Regions from separate parts of the Danio rerio genome. Here region 1 is linked to region 2. A link is a contact called in public HiCAR-type data. All regions are on one chromosome and are shown on one strand. Each heading gives the region's core, a stretch centred on a gene start, on an enhancer-like site or on the middle of the called end of the contact. The rest is flanking DNA. Distances are from core to core; before and after follow the strand shown. Region 1 holds the start of znf644b (zinc finger protein 644b). Region 2 holds the start of brdt (bromodomain, testis-specific).

The links. HiCAR-type assays count read pairs that join an accessible place to other places.
Region 1: a HiCAR-type map of caudal fin shows a contact between it and region 2, with 10 times the contacts expected there. The contact joins the promoter of znf644b here to the promoter of brdt in region 2. A contact is called at or near these places in 9 of 18 Hi-C or Micro-C datasets (caudal fin, embryo, fibroblasts and 3 more) and 3 of 4 datasets of contacts at active chromatin or transcription factors (caudal fin, embryo and gastrula embryo).

What each region holds. Positions count from the first base shown.
Region 1 is chr6:27,124,517-27,129,755 of GRCz12tu, forward strand. znf644b (zinc finger protein 644b) reads left to right here and starts at 2,098. Exons shown (of 7, transcript XM_073954091.1): 1 at 2,098-2,326.
Region 2 is chr6:26,854,826-26,859,923 of GRCz12tu, forward strand. brdt (bromodomain, testis-specific) reads right to left here and starts at 2,160. Exons shown (of 20, transcript NM_001305664.1): 1 at 1,394-2,160.

The DNA of each region.
Region 1 (5,239 bases), core at 848-3,347, 270 kb after region 2:
AATTCAGCTTTATTTGTATAGCGCTTTTACAATGTAGATTGTGTCAAAGCAGCTTCACATAAATGGTCATAGTAACTGGAACAGTGTAGTTCAGTTTTAGTGTTTAAGTTCAGTTCAGGTTAGCTCAGTTCAGTGTGATTTAATCATTACTGAGAGTTCAAACACTGAAGAGCAAATTCATCGATGCGTAGCTCTACCAATCCTGAACCATGCGAGGCAGTGGCGACAGCAGAGAGGGAAAAAAAACTTCACCTGATGGGAGTGAAGAAAAAAAACCTTGAGAGAACCAGACTCAGTTGGGCACGACCATTTTAATTTCTCCGCTGGCCAAAAGTCTTGTGCAGAGCTTCAGTCGCCGTGGTGGAGGCTGGAAGATGGCCTCAGTGAAGACTCGTCTGTCCCTGGAGCGTCGCTGGAATCAGACTCATGTTCTCCACTCCCCACGACCATCAGCGCAGCAGCAGCTCAGGATATGGCCTGGACCCGGATATGGAATCCTTGGGATCATCTCGTCGCTGGTCTTGGATCCAATCAGTGACCCCGCATAATCTGAGGAACTCGGGATGAGTATCCCCAGGTGAAAATAGAGAATAAAGAGAATAATTAGCGTAGCTGCTGTTCATAGTGTATATAAACAAGATGCAGAAGCCTGTGTGGAACCCGCTAGGTGATGCATTGAGTGTATGCTTTACTAAACAGATAGGTCTTTAATCTAGTTTTGAACTGGGAGAGTGTGTCTGAGCCTCGAACGTTATCAGGAAGGCTATTCCAGAGTGTAGGAGCCATGAAAGAGAAGGCTCGACCTCCTTTACTTGATTTTGATATTATAGGTACTACCAGAAGCCCTGAATTTTGAGATCTTAAAGAGCGAGTTGGATTGTAGCGAGACAGAAGGTTTGGTTAGATAAACAGGAGCTAGATTATTTAGAGTTTTATAGGTGAGAAGTAATATTTTAAATTCAATACGAAACTTAACAGGCAGCCAGTGTAAGGAGGATAAAATTGGGGTTATATGATCATATTTTCTAGACCTGGTCAGAACTCTGGCTGCTGCATTTATATATATATATATATATATATATATATATATATATATATATATATATATATATATATATATATATATATATATATATATATATGTATATAATCACATTTTAACACATTTCCAAACATAATAGTTTTATTAACTCATTTCTAATAACTGATTTATTGAGTTATTATATACTGATGGTTTGTTCTGTAGACTGTAGAAAAACAAAAAACTTAAAGGAGCTAATAATTTGGACCTTAAAATGGTGTTTAAAAAATTAAAAATGGCTTTTATGCTAGCCGAAATAAAACAAATAAGACTTTCTCCAGAAGAAAAAATATTATCAGACATACTGTGAAAATTTCTTTGCTCTGTTAAACATAATTTGGGAAATACTTAAAAAAGAAAAAAAAAATGTCTTAAAAAATGTCTTCTTTTAAAACCTTTACAGGTGTGAGACTACATAAGAGTGAGAAAATCACTTTATTTAACTTAAATAAGTAAATATACAAACAAACTGACTACACAAACATATAAAGAAACATATAAAAAAATAAAAATAATTAAATAAAAACATTCCTGTAATGGTAACCCATTCTATACAACAGCCACAATTGTTTTTACAGTTTACCAAACCTCATTACCTATTTATCAATCAGTTTAAACAATTGCCAACAAGAAATGCTCACGACAGTCTGTCAAAATGAAAGGAAATTTCTGTCAATAAATATTACTGACCAAACCATCCCTAGGTGTGCAAGTCCACCTTTCCACCATCTTTCCTGTCTTTTTTCAACACAAGCAGCAACTTCACCTAAGAAGAATTCACTCTGTGTCTGTGGAATATTCCATATCGCGAGAGGGGGGCTACAGTACCTACCACAACCACAACTCTCAATAAAGACCAAATGCACAATTCCTCGGTGAAAAACTACACTACCTTAAATTTCCACTTTCACTTTGAAAGGAAGTAAACATTTTGTCGGGTCTTAGTGTGTGGTGTCATTTGTGAAAGCAGAAACCAAACATCCCTCTCGGAGTTTTAGTTCAACCTGCAGAATTTTAGGCAAAATGGCGACATTGTAACGGATGGAGGACGAAAAAAAAAGGACCGTAATCAAGTACCATGACAAACTTGCCCCGTGTTATAGTGTCATTCTCTGGGAAGGTAGGTTTAAAGCTTACGAACGTCTTCCCTTGCCGGATGTGTGTTTAACCGTGTTGAGAGATGAGAGCGCGATGGGTACAGTGAGTCCTTGCACGGGCACGAGAGCTAATGTACACGGGCATCAGGTATGTCAACACACCGTGCAAGTCACGAATCCTGCAAACTAACATTTCACCCTTCCGTTGTCATATACGCTATAACTCTAAACAGTATTGTATTTGGGGGAAAGTTGGACGCTCTTCTGCATCTGAGGAGCGCACTTGCGAGGTTTTTCGTTTTCACCCTGCAACACACTTTATACACACTTTTACAAGATGGGTGTCAGAATCGATGCAAAGCGACGTCAGTCACCGGATGAGACGAGCCGTTTTCCATGTCAGCTGGGAGTTTTGTGTCGCGGCCTCTAGTCGCGGGTTTGACACTTGAAGAGCGCAGACGCGTTTAGACGCTCGTCTTGAAGGCGCTTGGCGCGACCTTGATTGGATGGAATCTGTGCGCAACGCGTTTGCGCATCGTGGCAAACAAACATCCCGACAGCCTATTGCTTTCTGTTGGAAATCTCAGTCGATCGTTTTGAATGGTGTTTAAAAATAGGCCCTTTTAAATGATTTGTGTTAGCCACAGAACTTTTAATGGCTGTAAAACGCACATTTTATGGCGTGAATGAAATCACTGAGTGACATAATAGCATATCTCTCACAGGCTGTCCACTTACACATGATTTTGATAAATCTTACTTTACATCCATTAGTTTTAGCAGATGCACAAACTCTGTTCTGCTGCATGACAACTTTTTGTGGCAAACTAAGATCCTGCTTCAACCTTTTTTTCTGTCCTAGATCTTTGCCAGCCATGTCAAGAATCAGTGTTTTCTTTTGCTCACTAGTCAAAATGTTGACTTGAAAGAATTTGACTTGTCAGCTGTATCTCACAGGCTGTCAACCAACACTCAAAAGTCACTTTTGAGTGTTTATTTTAAAAATGTAAATACATTGGATAATGTCTGTTTTATTGGACTTTAGCACACTTGTAATTTGGCCTTAAGCATGATGCTTCACGTTAAAAGCAGTATTGCTGATGTTCAGAAGAATATCACAGTTGTCAAGAGATATTAACGTTTCTGATTTACTGATTTTTTTCCTCTTTAGATACCTAGTAATTCATTTTACTTTTGACAAAAATAGGCAATAGCAGATGTCAAACGAAAGGCTTGCTGTTTAGATTATTATCTTGGTGTTTCTGTGGTTATTGTAGAAGTATAACTAAACTTCTGATTGTGTTAATACTTAATTTTATTCAATGTTTTGTGTTTTCATAGGCGCTAAGTACCATTTTTTAATGTTTGGATCAGGTCACTAGTTCTTTAAAACTTTGCTTTCCATTCTTATTTATCTAAAGCATAGCTTCACAAAAAGGCTTTTCATAATGCACTTAAGTGGTTAGTTCACCCACAGATGAAAATTATGTTATTAAATACTCACCCTCATAAGATTTTTTTATATATTTTATATTATTAATATTAAGATATTTGGAATTTTCTTTAAGTCTAGAAAAGTAACAAAAAATATCCTCTGTACAGACCATATGCCTTCAGTGGTTTATCAGAGTATTATCAATCTACAAGAATGTTTTTGCACACATAAAACCAAAATAAACTACTTTATTCATTCAACTTTCTTCTTTTTCTCATTGTCAGTATAGGGCACATGCTTTCATGAGTACAGTGGAGTGACATACAGTACCTCTTCGGATGCCCATGCTCCTTTGTTTGAAGCACACATGCATCCAAGGTAATATGTTAGCAGCATAGTCAAGCACAACACATGAATATGCACCCTATACTGACACTGAGAAGATAAAGCTGTTCAATAAATTTCTTATTTTTGTTTTATGTGTGCACAAAAGTATGATAATATTCTAAATGGCAGTCTGCAGGCATATGGTCTGTTTTTAGAATGTGTGTGATGTTGTAGGGGGTGAGTCTGGAATTTGTAAAAGGGCTTAAATAGTTGCCCTTTAAATTCTAAATCTTTTTTTATTAGCCCAGAAAAATATCTATTATCTGTATATTTAATTATGATCATTACATAAATGAAAATATTTGTTTTAAGTTGCTGATAAAATATAATTAACCCAAAAATATAATTATCGCAACATTTAAGAACAATAATGAATATTTCATACTGTATTTTCACAGTAACGTGCACCCTTACTTTTTATAGGCATGATAAGTCTAATAGGGCCCAGTAAATAGGGTCAGAGGTTTTAGTTACTGTGCGAGAGGTGAAGGATTTTACTGGCTCTTTTAAATTAACATATTTAATTAAATTTCATGTTTCATGCTCTCAGAATACTAGTGAGCTGTGTAATACACTGTAAAAAATCTGTTAATTAACAGTTCCCTTATTTTGTGATTCACAAGTGTTTTCCATTTATGTACGGTTGTGAATTGCATTATAATTTCTGCTCTGTCGACATATGATGTTGAAAATTCAATAATTTGTCTAACTGTTTGTCAACAGATTGACAAAGTGACTTATTGATACTTAAGTAGTTTGAAATAATATAATGTATAATAAATAATATATAGAGAAATAAGTCTGTAAAATTATGAAAATGTACCAACAGTTTATTACAAGGTTTTTGTAACGTAATATAGAACACCAACCCAGACAATATATCACATTAAACTATTAAAAAATTATAATAAAAGTAACTTTTTTCACACTTTCAAGGTTAAAAGTTATTGAAATAAAATGTAAGTTCTCATAATAGAATTCAAAAGCATAAATAAATGGGGAAAATAACAAATTGACATGAATCACATGAATCACAAAATTTAGAAAATTGCTTACTTGCAGATATTTTTACAGTGTAATGAACATTTCAAAAAGTCAGTAAACTTAGTTAATTCAGTCGGATGTGGAACTGAATATTATATAATCTACTGTTTCATCAGAAATTTAAAAGAAAACAAAAGAAATATATATTACGGAACATAACTGAGGAAGGTCATGAAGACTCATACACACGTAACC
Region 2 (5,098 bases), core at 910-3,409:
AAGTCTAAACATGATGGCAATTATGTAAAAATTATACAGTACAGATGACTTATCTATTGCAATATAAAATTAACTTGTGCTTTCAAATTAAATTGTCAACTTGACATTTTCAAAATAAATTAAAAATTCTAGATATTACTTTTGAAACTAGTGTCTAATCCACTTGTCAATTAAACACAATAAATATAATCCACAAATAAAATTCACTACTTTTCAAATACTTGGGATTTCAGTTTCATTTATACGTTAACTTACCTTTGACAATGCTTTAACACAATACATCTAACTGATAAGGGACATTCTTTAATGTACTCGTGAGCAAGCTTTATTTAGCTTACCAACAGAGGTTATACTTTTCTTACTTACCCCAAACTAAAAGGTCATCATCTTGTTCAGTAAAATATACTTTTGCTCATAATCAAAAACATTTACAAAAGTTAAATTGATCATTAAGTGCACTTTATTTATATAAAAGTTTTAGAAACAAACAAAAACATTGTACAAGAAGGCTAAAGACTTACAAATTTAATACAAGAAAAACTATGAAAAATAAAACGTAAAGATGCATTTTTTTATTTTATTTTTGAATGCTATAACGTAAAACATTTCGTTCCACACTGGTCTGATTATGAATGGGGAGGGAATGTTTTTAGGAGGACAGGGGAGAAAGCAAGGTTGTAAATTTTCTTTGACAATGTTCATTTGGAGAAAAAAAAAACAATAGAAGTTCATGTTTGTTTTTAACCTTTTGCATTTGGTCTAGACAAATGTATTGACGCAGTGACTATTTATATTTGTTTTGTTGTAGTCAAACGCATGCCAATTGGACAAATGGAATACTGCACAAAGGAGAATGACATTCGTCTAACTTTGAACAAATCAGGCAGAGAGAAATTCTGTTTATCAACAAAACGGCTAACGCATATGATAATATACAATCAGAGACGGCTCCATACACTCATTTGAGATAGATAACGTTATGCCATATGGTGCGTTTACACGCAACATTTAGCTTGTTCCTTTACTCAATCCTGGACAACGCGTGTTACATAATTTCGACGACCTCATTGGATGACGCAACACCAACTTCCGTTTCGACAAAAAAAACCCCCACAAAAGTGTCGCCTCTGCATAAACCGTCATCTTTACGGACACTTTGCAACGTATACATCCATATAACACATTTCAAGTAATTAGAGATCAGTTTACACGAATTCACCGATAATTGTGTTAGCAAGCCTTGAGCCACAAAATGGCGCCCGGCTAACGCTAGCATAGCTAGCCACACATTACCCCGCCCCGTCAGATGCTGACATTGAGCTCAGCTAACAGTCCCTCCCATAGCCATTCCGCCAGCTAAATGAAGCTAGCTCAACTTGGACCCAAAATTTACCTTTCCGTCTCGAGCACAACAAAGAAAGTTTAAACGGCCGAACTGAGACAGACGCTGCAGTGCAGAAGGAGCTCAGCTGGAAAACTTCACCAACCGAAGGATCTTGTTGATGTTTTGAGCCCGAAAAAAACCTCTCTGAAAAACGATTTAAAGATTTTAAGCTAAGCCTTCTTAGCCAGCAGACCAAATTAACACCATAAACATGTATACGTTTGAAATAACTCTTGTTTCTGTGAAAGGTTAGTCATCAATGGCGGACGTCTCTCACGGCAACCGCCTGGTATTTATACCCTCCTGCTGAAAGCGCCCAGTCCCATTGGACAAGACCCCTCACGTGCTCCCTTCTTCCCCTCGCGCCTTTAAAACCGAGAAAACATTGTTTTAAAACGCACCCCTTAGTAACATTCCCGTTTTATACCTGACTTCGACCCGAAACGGTGTTTTACAATTGATCACGTTTATTTGTACGACGGCGGTCGAACTCCACAGACGTACGTCAGCGTATTTTTTTTTAAAAGTGCGACATAACTGGTCTCCGGACATCACATGACCCTTCTAGAACATTCTGTCGATCGCCACAGCTCAATTCTTCTCTTTAGTGTCTGCTAAATGGTTACATTTTGTCTCTTTTCCGTGGCTTTGGTTGACAGCTTCTGACGAGAGTTGAACATCGGTCATCTCTGCAGCTTGAAAATTCTCACTAAGACAACTATGAAATGATAAAGCACTGAGCAGGGCTGAGGGGAGGTGAAAATGAACTAATGCGCACGCGCACTTTCTCGACAGTGATTGGCCACATGGTTGACGTTTTTCTGACGCCGTCCTCATCTTTTGTGTTCTGAATCTCTGTACAGACGTTTTAAAATACTTGATAACATTTGCGTTAGCCATTATACATTATCTAAATTCATGCAGACTGATGGAAATTGCTCATTCTGTGTAGATCATCCAGAGTCTTTGGTTCATCTTTTTGTGAATGTCAACATTTGATTTAAAGAAGTTTTGGGATGACTTATCGTTGTCCAAAAATAAATCAGGTTTTAGCTGTAATTTGCCCACAAAGATGTATTTTATTTTGACTTAAACAATTTATCTGTGGAATTTATAATCAATCTTTTGATATTACTTACAAAATTCATATTTATAAATTTCAATTGAATAATCCTAAACCTTGTTTAAAGGTTTTCAACATATAGACTCCCTCCAGTATATTAATAGCAAATACATAAATAAATAAAAAATGTCCAGATACAGGTCGAGTTGCAAAGGAGTTGAGTTAATTGAATAGTAAACTTTCTTTCAATTTTTGTAGGTTAATTCCTTGGTCATTGTAAAAGTTTCTATACCGAAGTTGTGTTTTTATTTATTTTGATTGTGTAATTATTTTTAGTTAATTTTATGTTATTTGCGTTTGTATTATTTGGATGTCTGGTTTAAATTGTAAATTTGCTGTTGTTAAAAAAAAAAAAAAAAAACAATTAAAGAAAAAATATCTGTACAGACATACAGATCATCACACAAGATTTTCAAATCCACGTTGAAACTATATAGATTAATAATACTGTTTAGCAATATGTATTCAAAACTTGTTGTCTAAAGGTATTGTTTTAGGCATCTGTAACAGTAATAAATACAGTGCTTGCTTTAGTTAATATTTAAGTTATATTATTTGCAAATGCTACATTCATAAATGTGAGTAAACCTAAAATAACAAAAAATCGATTGTCTTAAAACATTAACATATTCTTCAAAGTTTCTGTTTTAAGAACCTCACAAAGGTATGGAACCTCTTGAGGGGAAGTCAATTAAATTATTATATTTTTGGTTGAACCATTTCCTATTTGCACTTTCTAGTAGTTTTATGAGCAGAAAAAAAAATGGACTGTATAGTACTTCATATTTTAACACCTCAGAGATTGAACCTGAGATTTGAGATTTTTTTTGTGCATCATACAAAAAAAAAAAAAAAAACTTTTAGCCACTCATTAGCAATCAAAAGTGAATGGAGACTAATTATTTTAATTAACTTTGAACTAGGGAGATAAATTGAAATCAGAATCTTAATTGAGTGCTGTAAATGTATGTTACCAGCATTATTGTGTTTACATATAACATATTCGAAGAATTATGTACAAAAAGCAAGCAAATTATATAATCTAAACATTAATAAAGGCATCACTAAACACAAATCTAGTATACTCAATCCATTTATTTGCTTTAAGTAACTTGTTTTAAAGCAAACTTTCCACAAGAGGGCAGCAAATGACCAATGTTGGATTAAATAAAAACTTTCATAATATCGATTTCTACCTTTCAGTGCTGCCATACACAACTTACAAAAATGCATGTAAGTAACTACATACAATTGCCCATTTCACCAAATAACGGTGGAGCACTGTCCTCTGCTAAACTTTGCTTTTATAAATATTTATAGAGAGAGAGAGCAGCATGACAACGTGTCATACATGTTGACATATCTTCATTTTTGTGTTCGAGACAGCTTTAAGGGAATCTCTAAGTAGCCATACATAAACATGCCTTGTATTTGCTCATATTTCAGATGAAAGGCTTCATCATGCCATGTGGCTCCAAGGTCAAGAGTTCAGAACCCCACATTCCACACGGGTCACTTCTCATAAATGAGAAAGTGTTATACAAGAAAACACTGTCACAGCTACAGATCGAGAGAGATCAGACCATGACAAGTTGAGAGAAGGGGTATGTGGGTTAAAGTTTTAAAAATGAAATAAAAAAATACTAATAATTTAGGTTAATTAATTAATTAAAGTAGATAAATGAACAATATACAACATTATAAAAATGATTAAATTAAATAAATACATTTGAAATTAAATACATACATAAAACAAAAATTAGAAGTCAAGTCAAGTCACCTTTATCACCGCTTTTCACAATGCTAATTCAAGCACAATCAAATATCAGTAACAGTTGTAAAGTTTTATCGCTTTTAAACAAGTTTAACAATGGCAGAAAGTCAGAAACAGTTTTTTAAATCAAGCAAGTTCAATGTTGATGTGGTTCAGATACATATATCAGTGTTTAAATGATGATATTCTACTGTAAGGAATTAAAAAACGTGATAAAACTTTCACCTTCAGCCTGATTATGTCCTGTTTATTTATTTTATTAATTTTATTGTCGATGCTGTTGTTTTTATTTTTCTTGGCAAATAAATAAATTAATATCATAGATATTTACTATTATTTACAGGAGGCACCTACTATACATCATTCAGCATAACATCACTATACATCATTGTAGCCATAAATAAATATTTTAACAAGAAGCACTTGATGATACATTGAAAGACCTCTGTAATTTGCTAGCAAGTAAGTTTTAAGCATTAACAATAAAATCAATTTCTTCCCTTTCATGTATTTTGTTAAATTAATTGATAATGATGCAGCATAATTACATTTATAAACAACAAAATCATTAGTCCAAGGCACTCGAAAAGTAAGTAAAAAAGTGTTTATTAATATTATTTTTTTATAAACAACAGCACTATTGTGCACCACACCAACATGTTTTGGCAAAACTTGTCTTTATCAGGATAACCTATAATTATTACGTTTAATGTATTAAATATTTAAATTTATATTTTATTTCCACAAACATCATTTGAAAAAGTAAACACTTGAAATAATTTCTGTGAATAAACAATGATTTTTTAATTGTTATTAA